Linked DNA regions of Anas platyrhynchos: region 1 is linked to region 2. The links are chromatin contacts, called in public Hi-C maps. All regions are on one chromosome and are shown on one strand. Each heading gives the region's core, a stretch centred on a gene start, on an enhancer-like site or on the middle of the called end of the contact. The rest is flanking DNA. Distances are from core to core; before and after follow the strand shown.

What was found. A called contact is a pair of places that touch in the nucleus more often than the background predicts.
Region 1: a contact with region 2 is called in a Hi-C map of F1 follicle, with 2.2 times the contacts expected there. The contact joins two enhancer-like sites. A contact is called at or near these places in 5 of 8 Hi-C or Micro-C datasets (F1 follicle, liver, skeletal muscle and 1 more).

What each region holds. Positions count from the first base shown.
Region 1 is chr2:21,633,150-21,637,146 of IASCAAS_PekinDuck_T2T, reverse strand. No RefSeq gene overlaps it. Among named protein-coding and RNA genes, the nearest start is that of TRNAM-CAU, 8.1 kb to the right of the region's middle. Within about 2 kb of position 2,541, at least 1 of the 8 cell types and tissues checked has an H3K27ac peak or open chromatin away from gene starts, as enhancers often do. A contact at or near this core is called in F1 follicle, where this site is marked.
Region 2 is chr2:21,555,335-21,558,870 of IASCAAS_PekinDuck_T2T, reverse strand. It overlaps GRHL2 (grainyhead like transcription factor 2), which reads left to right. Exons shown (of 16, transcript XM_027452539.3): 9 at 1-158. Among named protein-coding and RNA genes, the nearest start is that of GRHL2, 39 kb to the left of the region's middle. Within about 2 kb of position 2,265, at least 1 of the 8 cell types and tissues checked has an H3K27ac peak or open chromatin away from gene starts, as enhancers often do. A contact at or near this core is called in F1 follicle, where this site is marked.

The DNA.
Region 1 (3,997 bases), core at 1,292-3,791, 78 kb before region 2:
TGATATGCGAAATCTCAAAGAAATGAAGTTTGGCACACGCAGGGAAATGGGGTGGAGCAGCACCCTCCGCTACACCCTGGCAAGCTCTGAAGTAACACCAGAAACCTGGAACCAACGGAGAAAGTTTTTCACCTTTCTTCATTAAATTTATTGTTTCCTGAATAGTTTTGAAAAATTCCCTCATATATATATTTCGGTTCAAGCTCCTTACTAAGATACCAATTCCTGTAAAAACAACCAAAAACCATTGGTCTGTCCCCTCTGAAGGACACCCACCATGCAGCTCTCACAGCCCACCCTGAAGCGGGTGGCACACCTATGTTCACCAAAGTGAAGCACTTTTGTGCCCTTTATCTTCGCGTTTTCCCTCACTGCATTGCCCCAGCTGCCTTTTCTGCCTGCCTGTGCTCAGCCCCTGTGCACCCTAAGCCGCAGCTCCTCGCCAGCTCGGTTATTTTCCCTAATTTACTTCAGCCCCCCCCCCTGCGGGGCCGGGTGCCGGCGGGAGGCCGCGGGGGCCATTTTGCCGGCGGCGGGGCTGGCGAGGCGCTGGCAGCCGCGAGATGGCGGCCGTGCGCTGCCGGCCGCGGGCTGGCTCTGGCCTCATGGCGGTGGGCAGCGTGTCTCCGACCGGTGCTGTCCTTTATGTTCCTGACCCTTTATGTGCACGGCCCACGGTGTCCCACACAGAGCTGGAAGCATGGATACTTGTTTATGTTTCTCCCTTGCTTGCAGCAAGCCACTCTCCTCCTCCTCATCAGTCTTCCCCCTCACGCCTTATGTCCTTACTTCAGAAAATCAGAAGCAGCAGTCACCCATGCCGCTAAGCCCAGCTGGCCATGGCGTGTTGCTGAAACCCATCCTGAGGAAGGTGTGTGGGAGCTGCTCCTTTTGGGATGCCTTCCCCAGCACGGGAGCGAGCCAGGCACTGCGAGCCCAGCCACCCCAGACCACCCCCTTCTGCTGCTTGCAACAGTTTGACTATTAAATGCAAGTGATGTGGTTTAATCTTCATGCTTTGTGAAGGCAGTGTGACTTGAACCACTTCTCTCCTTCTTCAGTGAAAATACAAGATACATTTTTCTTTCCCATGATATTTAAAAGTGTGTTCTTTTTAGCTTGCATACCTACCTACCTACATTGTCTCCTGCTCATGCCTCTAGTGAACCACGCTGCTACCCTCACCTTTCTGGCACTTCTCTGAATAAGATAATCACGCTACTCCAACGTACTACCACTCACTCTTCTTGCTCTGTGCATAAATTACTTTTCCGTAATTGCCTTTCTTGACTCATAGCTTGAGCCTGCAGGTGCTGAATCTCCCGTGAATGGTACCAAGTGGCATCATATTTTCAGGCCTGAAATAAGCCTGTGGCTGGATGCAGGGTTAAAAACAGAACAAAATAGGCCTTGAATAGTGTGAAGCAGGAGTTATTCTGCTTTGAACGGCTGGTATCATATACTGTAGGAAGGAGCTAGTGCCAACTGGCCATGAGTTTTATGAACCTGTGCAGTGGTTTAGCTATGAAAAAAGCTGAGTTGGGTGTAGATTCAAGCTCTGTCAGTCAAAAGCAATGCTACTGGAGAAGTGAAGAAGGTGTGTCTGGAGTCCTGTGAAGATCTGAGACAGATGTAACCAAACGTAGCAAAATTTCAGAATATTTCTGCTTTTCTGAAAAGTACAGTTGTCTGTAAAAGCTGTAGAACAGTTGCAGCATTGGGAATACTCTGAGCAGAAGAAAGGTTTGGAGCTGAACAGTTCATAATAGTCTTCAGGAACACTTGGTCAAAAGAATACTTTTTAAAATGTAGCCTACTAGCTAGCTAATAATCCATCTAATTTAATAATTACTGAATGCAATGAAGCATCTAAGCATCTGCTTTTTTTTTTTTTTTTTTTTTTTTTTTTTTTAAGAGCTGCCGTTTTTTAAGGTAGTTTACTCCTATATCGCCATCAAAAGAGAGAGAGAGAATGAAGTATGTTCTGCTACTGCAAGCCCATCAGTGCATCAGTGCATGAACATCTTTTCTCATGCACTTGGAGAGAGCAGGAAATTAGAAATCTTGCCCCTGTGGGACCCATTGCTATTTTCCCTTTTCTGTTTTTTTGTTGGCACACATTACCTGTAGGTGTGAGCTTGAGCTTCCTGTAGGATATGTTTTCTGGCAGCTGTTTGGTTACTCTGTACTCTGAGATGTGAAAGACACCAATACTTACACATACTTTCCAATAGTCTTGTAGTCATTGTGGCTATGTGTCCACAAGGTTTATAGCGGTAGTTGCATCCTTAAGTCACAAAGCGCTTTAAAATGGGAAATGATGCATTATCCCCATTTTAGGTGCATTGGCTGCGTTTATACTAGTCAACAAAACATGCCCAGGCCCTCAGTTGGCATGGAGCAGCCTGTGTTCATGTGTTTCCCTCCGAAGCAGAGTGGCTGCCGTCTACATGTCTATGGGGAACGGCCTGGGGTTGTGCTAACTCCTCAGCAATGCTGCCAGTTGGCTTCAGTGAAACCAATGCCAAGGATTATGTCAACAGTTTATAAAGGATTGAATTCCAATGCCCTGGAACATCCCCTGGCAGGGGTTCATTTATACTACAGATATAGCCAGAGAAAGTGCTTTTCCCAAGGTTGCACAGTATGCTCTGAGCGTTAATCTTGGGAGATTCTCTGAGAGATGCAGTTCCTTAGGATGCGGTACACTAAATATCCCACAGAGCTTGTGGATGTGCCTGGGCTTTAACATAGAGATGCTGGTGCTGTCCCTTCCCTTCACATAGACAGAATTCTTAAATATAGTTTCCTCGGTCTTTTCCCAGTCTGGGAACACACAGCAAGCAAAATAAACTCTTAGGATTGAAAGCAGCTGAATTATACCAGGGCTAAATTTGCGTTGTTATATGAATCACCTTTAGAAAAAGGGATTTGCTGAACTGTCCTGGGGCAGTGGATAACAGCTAAGCTCCAAGGCTTAAAACTAGGCATGAAACACACAATTTGAAGCACAGTGGAAGAATTATAATATTTGTCTTCCCATGTTTAGCTTGGGTTCATTTAAAATTCCATTTAATTCCATTTAATTCCATTTCTAATTCCTATTCCAATAAACCAAGACACTTTATTGCTATTGTGACATAAGGCTTTTGGGTATCTGTTTTACAAGCAACTTTCAGTGAGAGTCAGAGTGCTTGAAACTGGATTTTGATGAAATGTAGCTGCCTTAGATCCAGAAAGCAACCCCAAATACCTTCTCTTCTGCACAGCCAAAATCTGAAGTACCTGTATTGCCTATGAAATGAAGGGAATGCACTGAAAAAGTAGGCACATGTGAACTCCCTCACAGTCTAGACTTCCAGCATAAAAAGCCCTAAAATCCACCAGGTTTCACCCTCTTTTTACCCGTATGACTAGCTCTGAGCTCACCAGCAGGCACTGCAGCTGCTGCCATGAGAATGTGACTTGTAATGGTGACACATCTTCTTGCCACTGGAAATGAGCTCGATGGTTGGCATTCTCCTGTAGCGTTGGGAAGCACCTGGATCCAGCGCTCTGCTCAGCCCGAGGGCGTTCAAACCCACGGTTCTCATTAGCATTTATATTCTCTAACCACCAAGACTGGGGCTGTCAAGAGGAGAGCTGGGCTTAGACAGGAAGGCAGGAAGAGAGAAAGCCTGAGGGTATGTGTGGGTGGGTGGAGGAAAGCCTGGATTATGATCACGCTGAGGAGGAGGAATTGAGAGGTGGTCTCCCATTTTGGGGGCGAGTCCTCCAGTCACTAAATTATCAGGTAAAAGGGGGATGGTTATCTCTGCCTTTTCCTTTGGCTGCTCAGGTGAAAGTAGTACTCAGCTCAGTAAAACATCTCCTCCCTTCGAAGGCTGTTTGAACTTCAGGAGGGTGAAGAAGTACAGGAAAGAGGAGAGGGTTTGGAGCTCAGGACCTTGTGGCCCTTGCTCAGTGCACAGGAGCACTGCATCACCTGTTGGGACAC
Region 2 (3,536 bases), core at 1,016-3,515:
TTTTCATCACCGTGAATTGCTTGAGCACGGACTTCTCCTCGCAAAAAGGAGTGAAGGGGCTTCCTTTGATGATCCAGATAGATACGTACAGCTACAACAACCGCAGCAATAAACCCATCCACCGAGCCTACTGCCAGATCAAGGTTTTTTGTGATAAGGTAAGTGGAAAGCACGATTATCAGGGACAGAGGAGACACCTTGTTTGACAGTTTATTATTATTGCTGTATTCAGACCTAATGACTTTTTCCTGAAATAATCTATAAGTTGCACAGTAGAATTTGATCCAGCTGTATTATAAACCTGGCAGGTTATCACCCAATTATTTTACTGCTTTGCGGCCTCTTTGGCCCTTATTCCTTGGCTTGTGAGCAATGTAGTTGGACTGTGTAAGGACAGCTTGTTGTAGTTCATGGCACAGGAACATCAAAATAGTCACAGAATGCATGAAGGTAAAGATCTCTGCTTGGAAAGTACTGACCATAGGTTCATGCAAGTGCCAGTCTGATGGTTTATCCCTTCTGTCTCTAACAGCCAGGACAGGTAACACACAAATCTTGTGGAGAGGTCTCTGATGGCAAAAGGCACCTTTCCTTAAAAGTCTGCTAATCTGTCTTTTACTATACACTAGAAAAAAAACAAAACACAACAAATCACGTCCCAATAATACAGCTAATGGTTTCTTTTCTGTTTGATTGCAGTTATTTTGGGAGCGTCAGTAAAACTTAGGTGTTGCTGGGGCTTTCTTATTGAAAGGCAACTGCAAAAATATGTTAAGCATTCCCATTTTGTGATTCAGTAACTTTTGATTTTTGCTCACTTCTTCTTTTTTTTTTTTTTGCATAATTTGCATAATTTTCTTACTTGCAATGGTTTTCCTCACTCCTTTGTGGGAATCAGTAAGATTGGGCTGTAATTTTCATCATCAAAGCATAGAGCCTGCTTTAATAAGTCCGACAATGTCATGGGCAGCTGTATAGATCACCAGGTAGAAACAGTTGCTCAGAAATGTTATCTCTGTGATGATTCTTAGATGTGTAGCATCACCATGCTTCATTTGTGTTTAACACCTGGCAGCCAATGGACTTTATCCCTGCTGGGAAAGATCTTCCAGGGGAAGGTTGGTGCCTGGATTCTAGTCAAGGTTCAGGGATTCAGGAGCCTGCATCTATTTAAGTGACTTGAAAATTTATCTAAATTAGTCTTCCCATCTTACCGTTGGGAACAGAAAGGCAAAAGGCCATGCCCCAGGCAAGACGTAGCATTAACTTTTTAATGGAAAGGGCAAGAGTTCAACTGTTCCTGGTCTCGGTGCTGTTGCTCCTTCCCCTTTTTCAGTTAATTCCCTTGTTGCTGTCTTGACAACAAGATCTTGAGGGCTAATCAGTCAGTTGTATTACTGGAGCAAAAACTTTGAAAGTAATGAATGGAAATGTATGCACCAAGGTCTTCTTGCAGTCAAAGTGCTACGCTTTTAATTGTAACTTTGAATGTCAAATATTTAGAGATTTGAGGCTACAGGTGGATGTTAAAAGCTCCATAAATATCAAAGTAACAAGTCATTTTCATCTACTTGTTTTTGAAAAGCAATTAGAAAAATTTGAATTATTAAAAGAGAAAAAAAAAGGAAGGAAATTCAGAACACAAACTCATCAAGGGTGACCTGTAGCCACAACTGGTGGAGATTTTGAATAATACATGTTCATTGCATCTGTTGGCTTAATTGGTACTTCAAACATCCAGACGAGGAAGCAGGAAATGAATGCTAAGACTTTTAATCAAAACTGTCTCAAAGTAGAAGAGATCACAGGGGTAGTTAAAGCGTTCTGCATATCAAAACTATATTGAGAGCGGGAACTGGAGGGCTCCAGGGTATTGATAATGGGGTATGTATCTGTGTAATAGAAACGTATACATGCGTGCACACACACAGAGCTTTTTAACTTAATGCAGGGCTGAAGATGAATTAAAGGAATGAAAATGAATGAAAAATATCTAGGTCAATTCACTGACGGTGTTCATTGGCACTTGGAGAGGCTGAGGCCTGATTCAGCCCTCACTTGGTGCTGGTGTATCTGTACTGACGTCACTTACTCACTGTGCTTTTATAAGTAAATAAAAGATTGGAGAATCAAAGCTCGATTGCCAGCTCAGCATGGCAGTTGTGTTTCTGTCTGCACAGGAGCCGTGCAGAAACCGTCCCCACAATGCACTCAGCAGGAGGTAGGTGGTGGGGCTGGATGTGGTCATCTTCTCCAAGACAACAAAATAACTCCTGGCACCGGTTGATGCGGTGCTGCTAATGGAGGGTCCCTGGCTCTGTTTCTCCTCCAAGACTGTTCCCCGCCCTCTAGTGACAACGACAGGATTTACTGCCTGTTTGCTAAAGGCAACGAAGCCAAGACAATTTTTGCCCAACTCTTTCTTATGATTAATTAAAAAAAAAAAGTATTACGGGGCCATTTTAAAAAGCAGCAAACATAAAATCATTTTATACATTTTAGAAGGATGAATTGCATCGTTATGCCCCCATCTGACAACCATAAAGAGAAGCTGATGAGAAAACTGCCTAATTCATTACAATTATCTGGATTAGGGGAACTACACAGTAAATTCCTCCCACCTAAGTGCTGAAATGTATCTGAGTTTGAAACGTGGAAGAGAAAATGTTTCTGTTCCTGCTAGTGTTCTTACAAATGGTCTGTCTGCAGCCATGGTGCCTCTTTAGGACCAGTAGACGCGTTTATACATTAACCTAGTTAATTCACAGGTAAACGTGGCTAGTTTTTAAGAAAACCATTTGCTGATAAATTATGTCCTTCAGCTGAAACACAGCACACACGTTGTGGAAGGAGAATCTCTGAAGAAATAAAGCAGCATTTAGCCAAGGGGCACATACTACGTATATCTTAGTATTTACTTGAGCACTTACTGAATTTTAGTATCCTATTACATATAAACTAGGGAGCAACACAGACTCAGATCCAACGTGTGCTTTATGTAACATAAATGTATGGAGATAAGGACTGCGAAGGTTGTAAGCGTTTGTTTGCTCCCCATTCATTCTCCAGTCTTTTGTCCATGTTTATTTTCCTGTAGACAGTCTTCCAAGCAGCTGTTAGAGTGCACATCTTGTTTCCTCAGTGCCAATTCTCTCTGCCCTTGCTATCTTTTTGTCATGTGCAGATCTCTGATGCTACATTATGATAAGGGAATATAATTTTTATTCTTTAAGGAGGTTGTCAGGGAAACTTGCCACCCGGCCTATTTATATTTATGTACTGCGAGATGCTTTAGCCACCGTGTATGAAGGAACTGGGAATTCAGAGACATTCTGATTTTCTCTGTGCGATTAGCCTTGCTAAAAAGAAGCAGAAGCATTTGTCTGGCCAAATACCATAATATTGTTCCCAAATAAAATAAATCAATCCTGTTTTCCTTGCTCCGAAGTACACGTTGTTCTGAGTACACGCAGTGCCTGCCATCTTGTCTCCAGTTTGGACAGCGGTAGAGTAACTGGATTGTTAAAAGGCACGGT